Linked DNA regions of Mus musculus: all the other regions are linked to region 1. A link is a contact called in public HiChIP or PLAC-seq and Micro-C data. All regions are on one chromosome and are shown on one strand. Each heading gives the region's core, a stretch centred on a gene start, on an enhancer-like site or on the middle of the called end of the contact. The rest is flanking DNA. Distances are from core to core; before and after follow the strand shown. Region 1 holds the start of Ankrd63 (ankyrin repeat domain 63). Region 2 holds the start of Gchfr (GTP cyclohydrolase I feedback regulator). Region 3 holds the start of Gpr176 (G protein-coupled receptor 176). Region 4 holds the start of Ccdc32 (coiled-coil domain containing 32).

Region 1 (2,849 bases), core at 197-2,696:
GATCTTAGTTCCCTCTCCTTCCCATCATTTGTCCTTCCATCCAATGGCTGTTTTGAGTTTGCATTTAGCAGATGTTCTCAGTCCTGGGTTCGTCTTCCTGACTGAGAAGACAAGTCTCATTCATTCAGTTTGTGCATCTGTGTTTCCCATTGCTGGAAACACAACCATAGGGTCTCATGTAGCCCAGGCTGGCCTCAACCTAACTGTAGCTGAGGATGATCTTGGAACTTCTGAGCCTCCTGCCTCCATCTCTCAAGTGCTGGGTTGTTAGCTTATAGCACCACACCTGGCTTCATCCTGGGAATGAATCAAACCAATCGTTTCGTGTATACTGGGCAAATACTCGACCAGCTGCGAAAAGTCCCTAGCTCTTCACTTATTCTACAAATAAACTCCATTTCAACTATTCTCAAGCCCTTTCTCTAGTCCTGGGAGCTTGTGGGGCACTCATTGTAAGACTCTGCTAGGCCTTCAGTATTCCCCGTCTCTAGCGCCCATGAGCTGATTGTCCAAAGGAAGTAGGTTTTCCACACATCTGATTGAAAAAAAAAAAAAATCTCAGGCTGTCTCCTTTCTGTAGGGGCCAGGTCTAGCGCTCTGTGGCCTAAAGATGGTTTTGTGCTCAAGAGAACCCAGCCCTGTCAGGGAATTCTTGCTTGTGTCTTTTGTCCTTTCCTAGACCCTAACTAGCCCATCTTTGAGGAGATAGGAGGTAGTGCCTGGGAAGTCCAAATGCCTGCATACTCTCGGGTCCTAAGGCACCTGCCCTGGGTCAGAGCGGCCAGTGTCTAAGTCAACTTGCTCCACAGCGACCGATCAACCGTGGAGCTGGCACGCGGGCGCGCTGTCAGGTTTGGAGACGTCTGAGATTGGAGAATGCACCCCCGCCCTTCTCTGAGTGAGCGCGTGCGGGAGGCACAATTGTGTGTGGCTGTGATTCGCTGCACTTTAGATGGCAGTTATCAGCCAGACTGAGCGCCCTCAGTCCGGAGCACAAATGCCTCATACCCCAAATTACTTTTCCTCTGTCTCTTGCCCACCTCAAGCTGGTGCACTGTCCAGTCCTGTCCTCGTGGGGTCCCAGTCCCTTTAACCTAAAACCGATGGCAGGAGCTCCCGCCAGTTTCTAAGCAGCGGAGGCTACCGATTCCGGCGGAGGCGGGGGGCGGGGAAAGATGACTGAGACTTTAGGATTGGCCCCGCCGGGTGCATGTGGCCCCCGGCGAGCAGCCTCCACCCCCGCCCCGCAACCGCCGCCGCATTCCCAGGGGAGCGCGGAGGAGGAGCCGCTCCCCAACTTCGTGGCCCACGAAGGGGTGGGGGTCAGGGGCGGTCTCCCTTGCCCTGTCCGTCTCTGCCCCGAAGGTGCAGTCTGCTTCCAGAGCAGCCATTGCCATGGAGACCCCTGAAGCTATAAAGCCAGGTATCTAGGCGTCGGGCACCTCAGGAGCCGCCGAGCCCCCCAAGTAAAAAAGCAAGCGTCCCGGCCCCCGCAAGAAAGGAGGAGGCGGGGAGAGGCTCTGGGAGCTGGAGGAGCGGCGCTCCCCGCCGAGGCAGGAGGCAGGCGCGCCAGGCGGGAGCCACCCGCTCAACAGGGGAGCAGGGGCTGCCCGGGGTGCGGGTGAGTGGCGTTGCTCCAAGCCACGAGGGACCAAGGGGCGTCGGATACAGGGAAGAGGGCCCAAGAGTTGAGGAGGCCGAGCTTGGAGCTTGAGCGGGAGTCGAAGCAGCCAGCAGCCCACACCTCCAGGCGTGGGGGGCCAGGGAGGAAAAGCAAGACGCCCTGGGAGCGGCGAGGCAGCCGAGCGGTAGGGAGACCTGAGCGGGAACTGCAGGACACTTGGTTGCAGCCACCTACACGCCGCTTGGAAAGAGCGGTACCGGTGTCCGGGCCGGGGCCGTAGCCCCGTGGGGTGAGGGAACAGGGGCGCCCCCGTGCGTCGGACTTCCGGGGCGCGGCGGCCGGAGCCATGCTCAAGCCCAAGGACCTGTGTCCCCGAGCGGGGACGCGCACCTTCCTTGAGGCCATGCAGGCCGGCAAAGTGCACTTGGCCCGTTTCGTGCTGGACGCGCTGGACCGCAGCATCATCGACTGCCGCGCAGAGCAGGGCCGGACGCCGCTTATGGTGGCCGTGGGGCTGCCGGACCCCGCGATGCGCTCGCGCTTCGTGCGACTGCTGCTGGAGCAAGGTGCAGCCGTGAACCTGCGGGACGAGCGGGGCCGCACTGCACTCAGCCTGGCCTGCGAGCGAGGCCACTTAGACGCCGTGCAGCTCCTGGTGCAGTTCAGCGGCGATCCGGAGGCGACGGACTCGGCGGGCAACAGCCCGGTGATGTGGGCGGCGGCGTGCGGCCACGGGGCGGTGCTGGAGTTCTTGGTGCGCTCTTTCCGCCGCCTGGGCTTACGCCTTGACCGCACCAACCGGGCGGGCCTCACCGCACTGCAGCTGGCTGCCTCCCGCGGCCACGGGACCTGTGTGCAAGCCCTCACCGGGCCTTGGGGTCGGGCAGCCGCTGCGGCAGCGGCCCGGGGTTCCAACTCCGACAGTCCCCCTGGCCACCCTGCCCCGGCGCCCAGCCCAGAGCGGCGACGACCCAGTCCCCGTCGTTTACCGCGCCCTCTTTTGGCACGGTTTGCGCGAGCTGCCGGCGGCCACGGTCACGGTCACGGCCATGGCCACGGCCACGGAGGCGAGCTTGCCTCTGCTGGCAAGGGCTCGGTCCGTTATAGGGCACAAGGCAATGAGAGACCAGAGTTGGGCCGGAGCATGAGCCTAGCTCTGGGTACCATGACCGAGGAGGAGACAGCACGCCTTAGGGCAGGAGCTCTGATGGCTCGACCAAACTCA
Region 2 (2,849 bases), core at 153-2,652, 460 kb before region 1:
GGAGCACACCTTTGATGTCAGCATTCGGGAGACAGAGGCAGGTGGATCTCTTGAGTTCAAGGCCAACTTGGTCTACATAGTTCCAGGACAGATGGGCCTACACAGGGAAATCCTGTCTTGAATTTCCGCTCCCCGCCCCCCCCAAAGGAAAAAAACAGACAGAAAGACAGACAGACAGACAGACAGACAACAAAACCTCCATAATTTAAGAGAACCAAGCCAGGTAGGACATGCCTGGTGGGACATGCCTGTAATCCCAGTAATTGGGAAGCAAGGCTAGCCTCCAATACATAACAAACTGAGGCCAGCCTGTGTTACATGAGACCCTGTCACACACATACACAAAACTTGGAAAGAAGGCTAGTGAGATGGCTCAGCATGTAAGAGCACTGACTGCTCTTCCAAAGGTCCTGAGTTCAAATCTCACATGGTAGCTCACAACCACCCACAATGAAATCTGACACCCTCTTCTGGTGCATCTGAATACAGCTACAGTGTACTGATTTATAATAAATAAATCTTTGGGCCTGAGTGACTGGGGTTGACCGGTCAATTCCCAACAACCACATGAAGTCTCATAACCATCTGTACAGCTACAGTATACTCATATACATAAAATAAATAAATAAAACTCTAAAAAACAAAGAAAGAAAACTTGGAAAGAATTTTAAAAAATTATTTGAGGAGGAAGAGAGGTGAATGTGCCCAGCAATCCAGATTTCAACAACTGTACAGGTTTTCATGGCCCTTTGGGTATTGTCAAGACCTCTCCTGTTTCATGCTGAGCCCACTACTCCTGGCTATCCCCTGGGAGCTAGATTTGTACCTACCGCTGGGCATTGGAATAGGATGGGGTAGCGCGCCCAGCTATTTAGCTGTGGGGGTGGGGGGGCACCAGGTATCCTTTGAAAGGGGATTTGAGGAGACTTATAAAGCAGCCAGTACCACCTCCCTCCCATGTCCCCCCCCGAAACTTCACCTAGAGAAGCGTGACCTCAGACCCCCGCGTGGTGCTCTCCAGGCTGCCCGCAGCCCTCTCCACCTCTAACCCGAATTCTCTCTGCATCAGAACGAGCCCTGCCTGGAGGGGGCTACAGGTGAGCCGCTGTGTGCGCAGCTTAGCTTGGCCTTTGGCGTGCGGGCCCTGGCTGCAGCGCTTGTGAAGCGGGTCGTGGGTGTCCCCGCGGAACTCCCTGCCCATCCAGTCGCCTGACCCTGCCTGGTGTCCGCGCCGCGGGGGCGTGGTAGGCCGGTTGCGGGACCATCAGGAAAGTCCCTTAGAGTGGCTGTCGCTGTCACCCACTCCAGGTACTCACCATACGGATCTGAGTGCTGATGAGCAGATAGGGCATGGTGCGTGGCTGGGGCTGCCCGCGACCACAGTCCCGTTACTCCCTGCTCTGTCCGCGGGCGGCGCTTGGCGGCCGTGCGGACACTGCACGAGCCAATCAGGAGCGCGCGCCGCGGTCCCGCCGCCCCAGAGACCTGGAAGCGGGCGTGTCCCCGCGGACTTCACTAGGAGTTGTGGCCATGGCGTACAGGGTGCCTGTCGCCCCTTTGCCCTCTTCCTGCAATACCTCCATGCTCAGGCTCCAAAGTCCGGCGGATGCCAGTCGGTTTCCGCCTGTCCCTAAAACGTAGCAGAGCGAAAACTGCGCTGAGGACTAAAGGGAAGCGGGGACTGCGTGTCCTCACCAGGACGCGTGCCTTGTGAACTTAAGTGCACGAGGCGAGGCGAGACGCGAGTGTCAGGTCCTGGGCAGTCCTGCGTCCTGGGGTCTGTCCTGGGGTCTGTCATTTTCAAGTGTGGCTGCGGGTCTTTGCATGCCTATCTATGGCCCTGCAAATTAAGTCTGTGCATCATCTACACTCTTGGCTGGGTGCCAGTCCTCTGGCTGTAAAGGCGCGGAACCTGTTCCTCCTGCAGGGAGCCTTGGGAGCACGCGCAGATCACAGGGTAACACCTGAGGCATAGAAACGTCGATCCCTAAGCCTGATGCCCAAGAGAGGGCGGCGAGTTCACAACTAGCTGGTCCACGCCCTCATCTAGAAGTAGACAGGTCAACATTCTTCAACCGACTCATTCTGATTGGTTCCCTAAAAAGCAAAGACGAACAAAATAGTTGCCCTGGAAAAGCATATAACCAGTTGCCCTGGAACACGCCCCGCCCCTGGCCTGGAAACCTGACCTTCTTACCTAACTGGTCTGATGTATTTATATGATCCTCTTCCTGTCCGGCACCAGCTCTCGCACCCCAACAATTAGCGAGAGGGATAAGACGCATCTATGTTTAACAAAGAGCTCGTTAAAGAGGCAGAAAGGGACGTGCTGTAATGCAGAGGTAGAGGGCAAAAACTGAGGTTCTAAATTTAACCCTCAGTCCTGGGACGGTGAAAATAAAAGTCTCATCAGGGAACCTATCAAGAACCCCTACAGGGGCTGGGATGATGCTCCGCTGATTCCATGGTTCGCTGAGTTTGATCCTAAGCTCCGTTGTAAGCCGGAACTGAGAGCTGGGATAAAATAAGCTCTTTTTCCCCTAAGATGCTGGGCTTGTTGTGGTGGTGGTTGTTGTTTGTTTTGAGTATTTTATCTCAGCAACAGGAAGGAAGAGAGAGAGAGAGAGAGAGAGAGAGAGAGAGAGAGAGAGAGAGAGAGAGGCAGAGAGAGAGAGAGACAGAGAGAGAGACAGAGAGAGAGACAGAGACAGAGAGACAGAGAGACAGAGACAGAGAGAGACAGAGAGAGACAGAGAGACAGAGAGAGAGAACTGAATCTGTCTCAGAACAATCACAAACCAAAACCTAATAAGGAAACAAAGGAACAAAACAACAAACCCTCACCCCAC
Region 3 (2,849 bases), core at 188-2,687, 330 kb after region 1:
ATTTAAATGATGTCTCACCTCATGTCATATAGAACCTTACCCCTGACTCATCATTGTAGTCAGTGGAAAATCCACCTAAGACGCGACCGTAAGACCGATGTTACCTTGTCCCTGGTTCTGTATTTTCATAAAGAATGTGTGTCTCAAATTTGGGGATCAAGGTGACCTCCACTTTTTTTTTTTTTTTTTTTTTTTTTTTTGCCGTGAAAGGTCTCACATATTCAAGCCTGCCAATTTATTTTGTAGCAAATTCCCAATTCTCTTGCCTCTCCCTCCAAAACTCTGGGATTAGAGGTATGCACCACCATGCCTGGCTCATTTCTATATTTTTCTTCCCTTGATCCTTCTCTTAGTTCCTTGTTTCCATTTCACTCCTCCTGCCTTATTATTTCTTCTTGTATGCCTGCTTATCCCAACTTCCCAATTTACATCAGCCTGCAGGAAACCCCCTCCAAGTCTTCATCGCTGAATTCATTAGCAGTGCCCCGTGTGGAGGTGAGGCCCAATGAAAGGGCCTGGGAAACCATCAGTGGGTTCCTTTAGTCCACCTTTCGAAGATGGACAAGGCTTTGACTTGACGGAGGGCCCGGGAGGCTGGGCTCCCTGCCCAGATGGCAGTGGCAAATGATATAGAGCCTGCAGGCTGTACCTCTAAGGACGCTGGGGCAGTAACCACAGCAGCAAACGCAGTGCATCCTTCAGCAGCTAGATACTGAAACTGCGCGCCTCCCACGCGCCCCGCGACGAAGTCACGCTCCACTGGGGCAAAATGGCGCTACGTCCCTCACCAGCAGCGTGAGGGGGTGGGTCGTGCGTCACGTGACCTCGCCTGCCTGCCGCGCGGCCCCGACTGCCCCAGGCACGCGCTGGGAGCCCGGCTGCAGAGCGGGCGGCGGCTCTGCCCCGCTAGGGGCATCCTACCTGGTCCCTGCTAGGTCACGACAATCTGTCCAAGCCAAGATCCGACCTGGAGTGGTGGGGCTGAGGCCAAGGGTGGGGGCGGCTTGTAAAGGCAAAGTGGCGGGGGGTGCAGAGCCGGCTCCAGGGGTTCAGGCAGCCCTGGGGATTAGACCCCAGCTGAGCGTCCCAGAGTCCTGGCGTTCAGCCGAGTGTGCGGGGGCCAAGCTGTGGACACTCAGGGCCTGTTGCCCAGCCTTGGCTGCCCTTGGTTTAGCCCCCACCTTCCCAGCTATGATCACTAGGCTGGGGCATTTCATGGGGATTCGCACCGCCCCAGCTTCGAAGCTACTAGCGGCATTGAAATATAGCTTCAGCCAAATGCTCCCATCCCACTAGGGAGAGAGGATCAGAGCGTGCGCGGGGTCCTCCGCAGCCACCGATGTGTGTGCTGGGTGGGCTTGGCCGCGCTGCCCGCCCCCTCCCCCCCCCTCGGGAGGAGGGCCCAGCGATGCTCTGTGACCGTGCCGCCTCCATGTGGTTGCTGACGGGCCCAGGGGGGAGCAGGCATGGGGCGCGGCCGCACCTCCCTCCCACCCCTCCTCGCGGATGGCTGGCTAGGCGATGAGCAGACGTGAGGGGCTAGCCGGCTGGCCGGCTCTGCAGGACGCTGCCTGGCTCCCGAGCGTCGGTCCCTCCACGCCCGGGGCAGGAGCGGCTGTGCGCTGGGCTCAGAGGCCAGGCGGACGAGCGCAAACCCCGGGCTTCGCTATGGGGCACAACAGCAGCTGGGTGTCACCGAACACCAGCCACCCGCGCAACACGTCGGGCGCCGAGGCTGGCGCCAACCTCAGCGCGTTCGGGGAGCTGAGCGAGGCTCAGCTGTACCGCCAGTTCACCACCACCGTGCAGGTCGTCATCTTCATTGGCTCGCTACTGGGTAAGCCAACCCGCGGGGCCACCAGCGGGCCGGACTTTCCCGAGGACACAAGAGCTGCCGTGGGGTGCGGGGTGCCTGGCCATGTGCGGGGAGTTGAAGGAGGTTTAAGTTAAGCAAGGACGGTCACCTCCAGCCTGGAGGCTGGAAGCAGAAGAGTTGGGACAGGGCTTCTCTTGGCAGGATGGTACAGGTACAGGGTTCTGGCGAAAGACCTGTCCAGACAGCCCTTGTCCAAAGCTTCAGACTCCGCGCATCACCGCTTACCTTCTGGTGCCCGGGAGCATCGCTGCCTCTAGCTCTTGTTTACAAATAGGAGCAACGATTCCCGGGGAATTTGTGACTGATGAAGGAATGTTAACTCAGTCAAAAATGTGTTTTTGCGCTACTATTTCCGATATAAGATAATTATTTTTGAGAGAGCTCTATTTTACATGTCAGTTTTGGTTTGTTTCTAGTAACGGGGACTTTTTTTTTTTTTTTTTTTAAGAGCGTGTGAAGTTAAACTTTACATTGTCTTCAGATAATTTTACAATCTTTGAGTAAAACGAAACCCACTGGACTCCTCCACCTGTATTTTAAGTGCATAACAGAGATAAGAAAAAAAAAAAAAAACCAACAACAAATGTCTCAAACCACTCACAGAAGATTATAGATTTCCTCCCTTGTTCAGAGGGGATTAAAGAAAATAAATTGACCAAAATGAACTGCGCTACTCTGTTACAGGGCACTGGATCCGTTTTCAAAAAGAGCTGCAGGACATAAAAAGGATGAAAGAATTACTGTTCTTGTAATTTCTTGTGCAATGGCTAGTAAAATGTGTGTGGGTTAGGGTGAGACTCATCTTTCCTCCCCCCTACTCTTAAATGGCTCTTGCTTTTTAGGGCAACTCTTTAAACAATAAACAGTACAATCAGACTGCTTTCCATTGAGGTTTGGCAAGCACAATGGATACTAGCAAACAGGCTTAAATTCTCTGTTGTGACATTTTTAAGAATGTGAAAAGATTACAATT
Region 4 (2,849 bases), core at 119-2,618, 330 kb before region 1:
ATATTGTCCATCACAGCTTTCTTTGTGACGGAGTAACAGCTCTAGAAAGTGGGAATAATGGGGCTCAGGTGTTAAGAGTGCTTGCTGCTCTTCCAAAGGACCAGATTCAGTTCCCAGCACCCACACCAGGAGTCTCACAACCTTCTACAGACACCAAATGGAAGACATACATATAATTTTTTTTAAAGTTACCCCAACATTTTTTTAATCATTGGGAACAAGGAATAACCAAAGAAACATGTTGACAATCATTGGAGGCTGTGTAAGAGAGATAGTTTTAATTTTAGATAGGATTTTCACTTGCAGTTCAGATTGACCTAGAACTCCACAGCCTCATGCCCTCAGCTTTAGAATGCTAGGGTTACAGGCACTACTACATCTGGCTATTGAAGGTGTTATAAACTCTCTCTCTCTCTCCCCCTTCCCACACTACCATCATCTTCCATACGTCTTTGGTGCCATTTGTACATTTGTCTGTCTGTCTGGTGGACCTCCTCCTACACTAAGCTGGGGCCCATAAGACGTCTTTTTAAAAATATATATTTATTTTATGTATATGAGTACACTGTAGCTGTCTTCAGACACCAGAAGAGGACATTGGACCCCATTACAGATGGTTGTGAGCCACCATGTGGTTGCTGAGAATTGAACTCAGGACCAATGAAAGAGCATTCAGCGCTCTTAACCACTGAGCCATCTCTCCAGCCCCACCATAACAAGTCTTCTGTGTTCTGAATTCACACTCACAATACCTATAGCAGAGTAGGAGCTTAGTATTTTTTTTTTAACTAAATGAAGTCTCAGGAGTCAGTGAATTGAGGCCCCGATATCCTAAGTCACTGACATGCTCTAACTTGAGATAGTCACGAGGTAAAGGTAACACAAATATTCAGAGGATTGTTTGGGAGATAATTGATACACGATTTACTGACCCCAAATCTGTATTTTCACCTAATATTGGGATACACACTGAAAACAATCCAAGCAAGGGCCGTTGGAAGGGGATGCGCCTAGAGCCTTGGGGCTTTGAGGACCATCTAGTTTTGTAAGATAAGCAGGGACCTTATTTCAGAAGGACTTTAGAAATCAAGATCTCTGGGGACCAAGAAAAGTCTAGAAAACTGGCTTCCCTAGCCGAGTCTGGGATGGGTGGTGAAAAGCTGGAACTCTGGAGCCTGCAAAGAATCAATCCGGTCCTGGAGAGTTAAGGTACTAAACTCTGGACAGGAGATTCCATCGTTTCCTGGCAACCACTAGTTCCGCCCACCGATTGCCCGCCTCTGGGCGTCATTAACTATTTTACCAATCAACTCATAGAACGACAGAAAATCAGACATCAATTGGAGGGCTTCTCAGCTCCGTCACTCAGAGACTCCGCCCCTCCCCGATTCTTCCTGACTGCCAGCGACAAACCTGAGCCGGGCGTTTGGAAACTGCTGGGCAGGTAATTGCGGTAGGTGAGGGGCCGCGGTGTCCCGTGTTTAGCATCTCCTACTATGGCCTGACCCCGAAACACAACTGAGGGTATCAGGGGCCGGATCGTCAAGACCAGTGATTTGTTTAGGCCGGGGTGACTGAGGCCTGGGATCTGGACACACGTTTTCCTCTACCGTTCTGAAGGTTCCCGGGGTCAGGGACATGCCTCACCCCACCCCACCCCCGAGTGAGTGCAGACTTGGGGTTTGGGTGTGTAGAGTACTTCCACGGAGATTCTAAGGACTTCGTGACATATCTGACCTTCTACTACTATCTACTTTGGGCCCTCGCGCTGGCTGGACTTGGCTGGAATTCAGACTTTGCCCTTGTCAGCTTTCCTGATCTTTAAAAGCCCTCTTAAAAGAAGGCGTCGACCGATTCCATAAACCTAGATGGTTATGGAAGCCCCTAGACTCTATGCATAGCCCTTCTCCCATCTCGGCGTGGGCGACTTTCAGTGTGTTTCCCAAGCAGGCATAGTGTTGGTGCTGGGTGAAAATAAGGATTTGGAAGCAAAACATCATATACCAGCAATGCTGCTTTGAGCAAACTGCTCATTTGATCTTGTTATTTCCTCTTCCTGCTTCTTCCTCGCCCTTTTCCTGCTCCACTTCCTTCTTCCTCACCAGCTCCTGGAATTCATGCTCTTTTCTGCCTCAGACTCCTTAGTGCAGGAGTACAGATGTGCTTCACCATTCCTAAATGTGTCTCTAAAATGATGAGAATGCCTCTCTTTCATTATTTACATTCAGTGCTAATTATTTGGTTGAATACACATTGCATACACTTATTCAATTATCGCACTTTACAGCAAAAATATGGGCAATTAAAATAGTAATAATAAAAAAATAAAGTGGAAAAAGTATGAATAGGGGTGTGGAGGAACTTGAAGTACACAGCCCTGCTGCCACTGTAATACACACTTAACCTTGCGCTATGATGACTTTTCACCAAGCCCATTTTTGCTGTTTTCACATGTGAGGGACAATGTAAGACTGTCAGTCTGTGTCCCACTGAAGACACCCTAACTGACCATGATAGAACAGCTGTATGAGGGAGGTCTGCAGACAGCACAGTAGTTAGCCACGGATGCACCATGGGAACATAGAGAGTCTTGTGTTCATTGAATATGTAAAATGCAAGGGCTGGGGCTGTAGCTTCTCAGATTCATTTGTGGAGCCTCATCCTGTAGGTGAAGGCTGTTGTGAGGCAGCAGAATCCACTGTCCAGCCCATGGTAAAGTCCTGGGCTCCTTTATGGACATCTCAAACTGCTTTATGTATTCATGTTTCTTGTGTGTGTTTGTGTGTGTGTATTTTGAGATAGAGTCTCACTATGTAGCCCTGAGCTGACACTTACGTAGTCTAGGCTAG

Evidence for each region. Hi-C and Micro-C count contacts between places; a contact is called where the count stands out from the background. HiChIP or PLAC-seq counts read pairs in DNA pulled down with a chosen protein or histone mark.
Region 2: a contact with region 1 is called in a Micro-C map of embryonic stem cells, with 2.9 times the contacts expected there. The contact joins the promoter of Gchfr here to the promoter of Ankrd63 in region 1. A contact is called at or near these places in 3 of 39 promoter capture datasets (the C10 cell line, the HPC-7 cell line and pre-B cells) and 1 of 484 Hi-C or Micro-C datasets (embryonic stem cells).
Region 3: a Micro-C map of embryonic stem cells shows a contact between it and region 1, with 2.7 times the contacts expected there. The contact joins the promoter of Gpr176 here to the promoter of Ankrd63 in region 1. A contact is called at or near these places in 2 of 39 promoter capture datasets (cranial neural crest and stem cell-derived epiblast-like cells), 7 of 484 Hi-C or Micro-C datasets (CD4 T cells, embryonic stem cells and forebrain) and 2 of 115 datasets of contacts at active chromatin or transcription factors (embryonic stem cells and memory CD8 T cells).
Region 4: an H3K4me3 HiChIP or PLAC-seq map of forebrain shows a contact between it and region 1, with 2.7 times the contacts expected there. The contact joins the promoter of Ccdc32 here to the promoter of Ankrd63 in region 1. A contact is called at or near these places in 1 of 39 promoter capture datasets (neural stem cells), 4 of 115 datasets of contacts at active chromatin or transcription factors (the SCID.adh cell line, bone marrow-derived macrophages, forebrain and 1 more) and 2 of 9 other capture datasets (adipose tissue and macrophages).

Annotation. Positions count from the first base shown.
Region 1 is chr2:118,702,560-118,705,408 of GRCm38.p6, reverse strand. Ankrd63 (ankyrin repeat domain 63) reads left to right here and starts at 1,446. Exons shown (of 1, transcript NM_001081971.1): 1 at 1,446-2,849. The coding sequence starts at 1,971. It also overlaps a transcript of Plcb2 not described here.
Region 2 is chr2:119,166,341-119,169,189 of GRCm38.p6, reverse strand. Gchfr (GTP cyclohydrolase I feedback regulator) reads right to left here and starts at 1,402. Exons shown (of 3, transcript NM_177157.4): 1 at 1,317-1,402. The coding sequence starts at 1,352.
Region 3 is chr2:118,372,007-118,374,855 of GRCm38.p6, reverse strand. It overlaps Gpr176 (G protein-coupled receptor 176), which reads left to right and starts at 1,437. Exons shown (of 3, transcript NM_201367.3): 1 at 1,437-1,837. The coding sequence starts at 1,669.
Region 4 is chr2:119,027,912-119,030,760 of GRCm38.p6, reverse strand. Ccdc32 (coiled-coil domain containing 32) reads left to right here and starts at 1,368. Exons shown (of 4, transcript NM_199310.2): 1 at 1,368-1,444.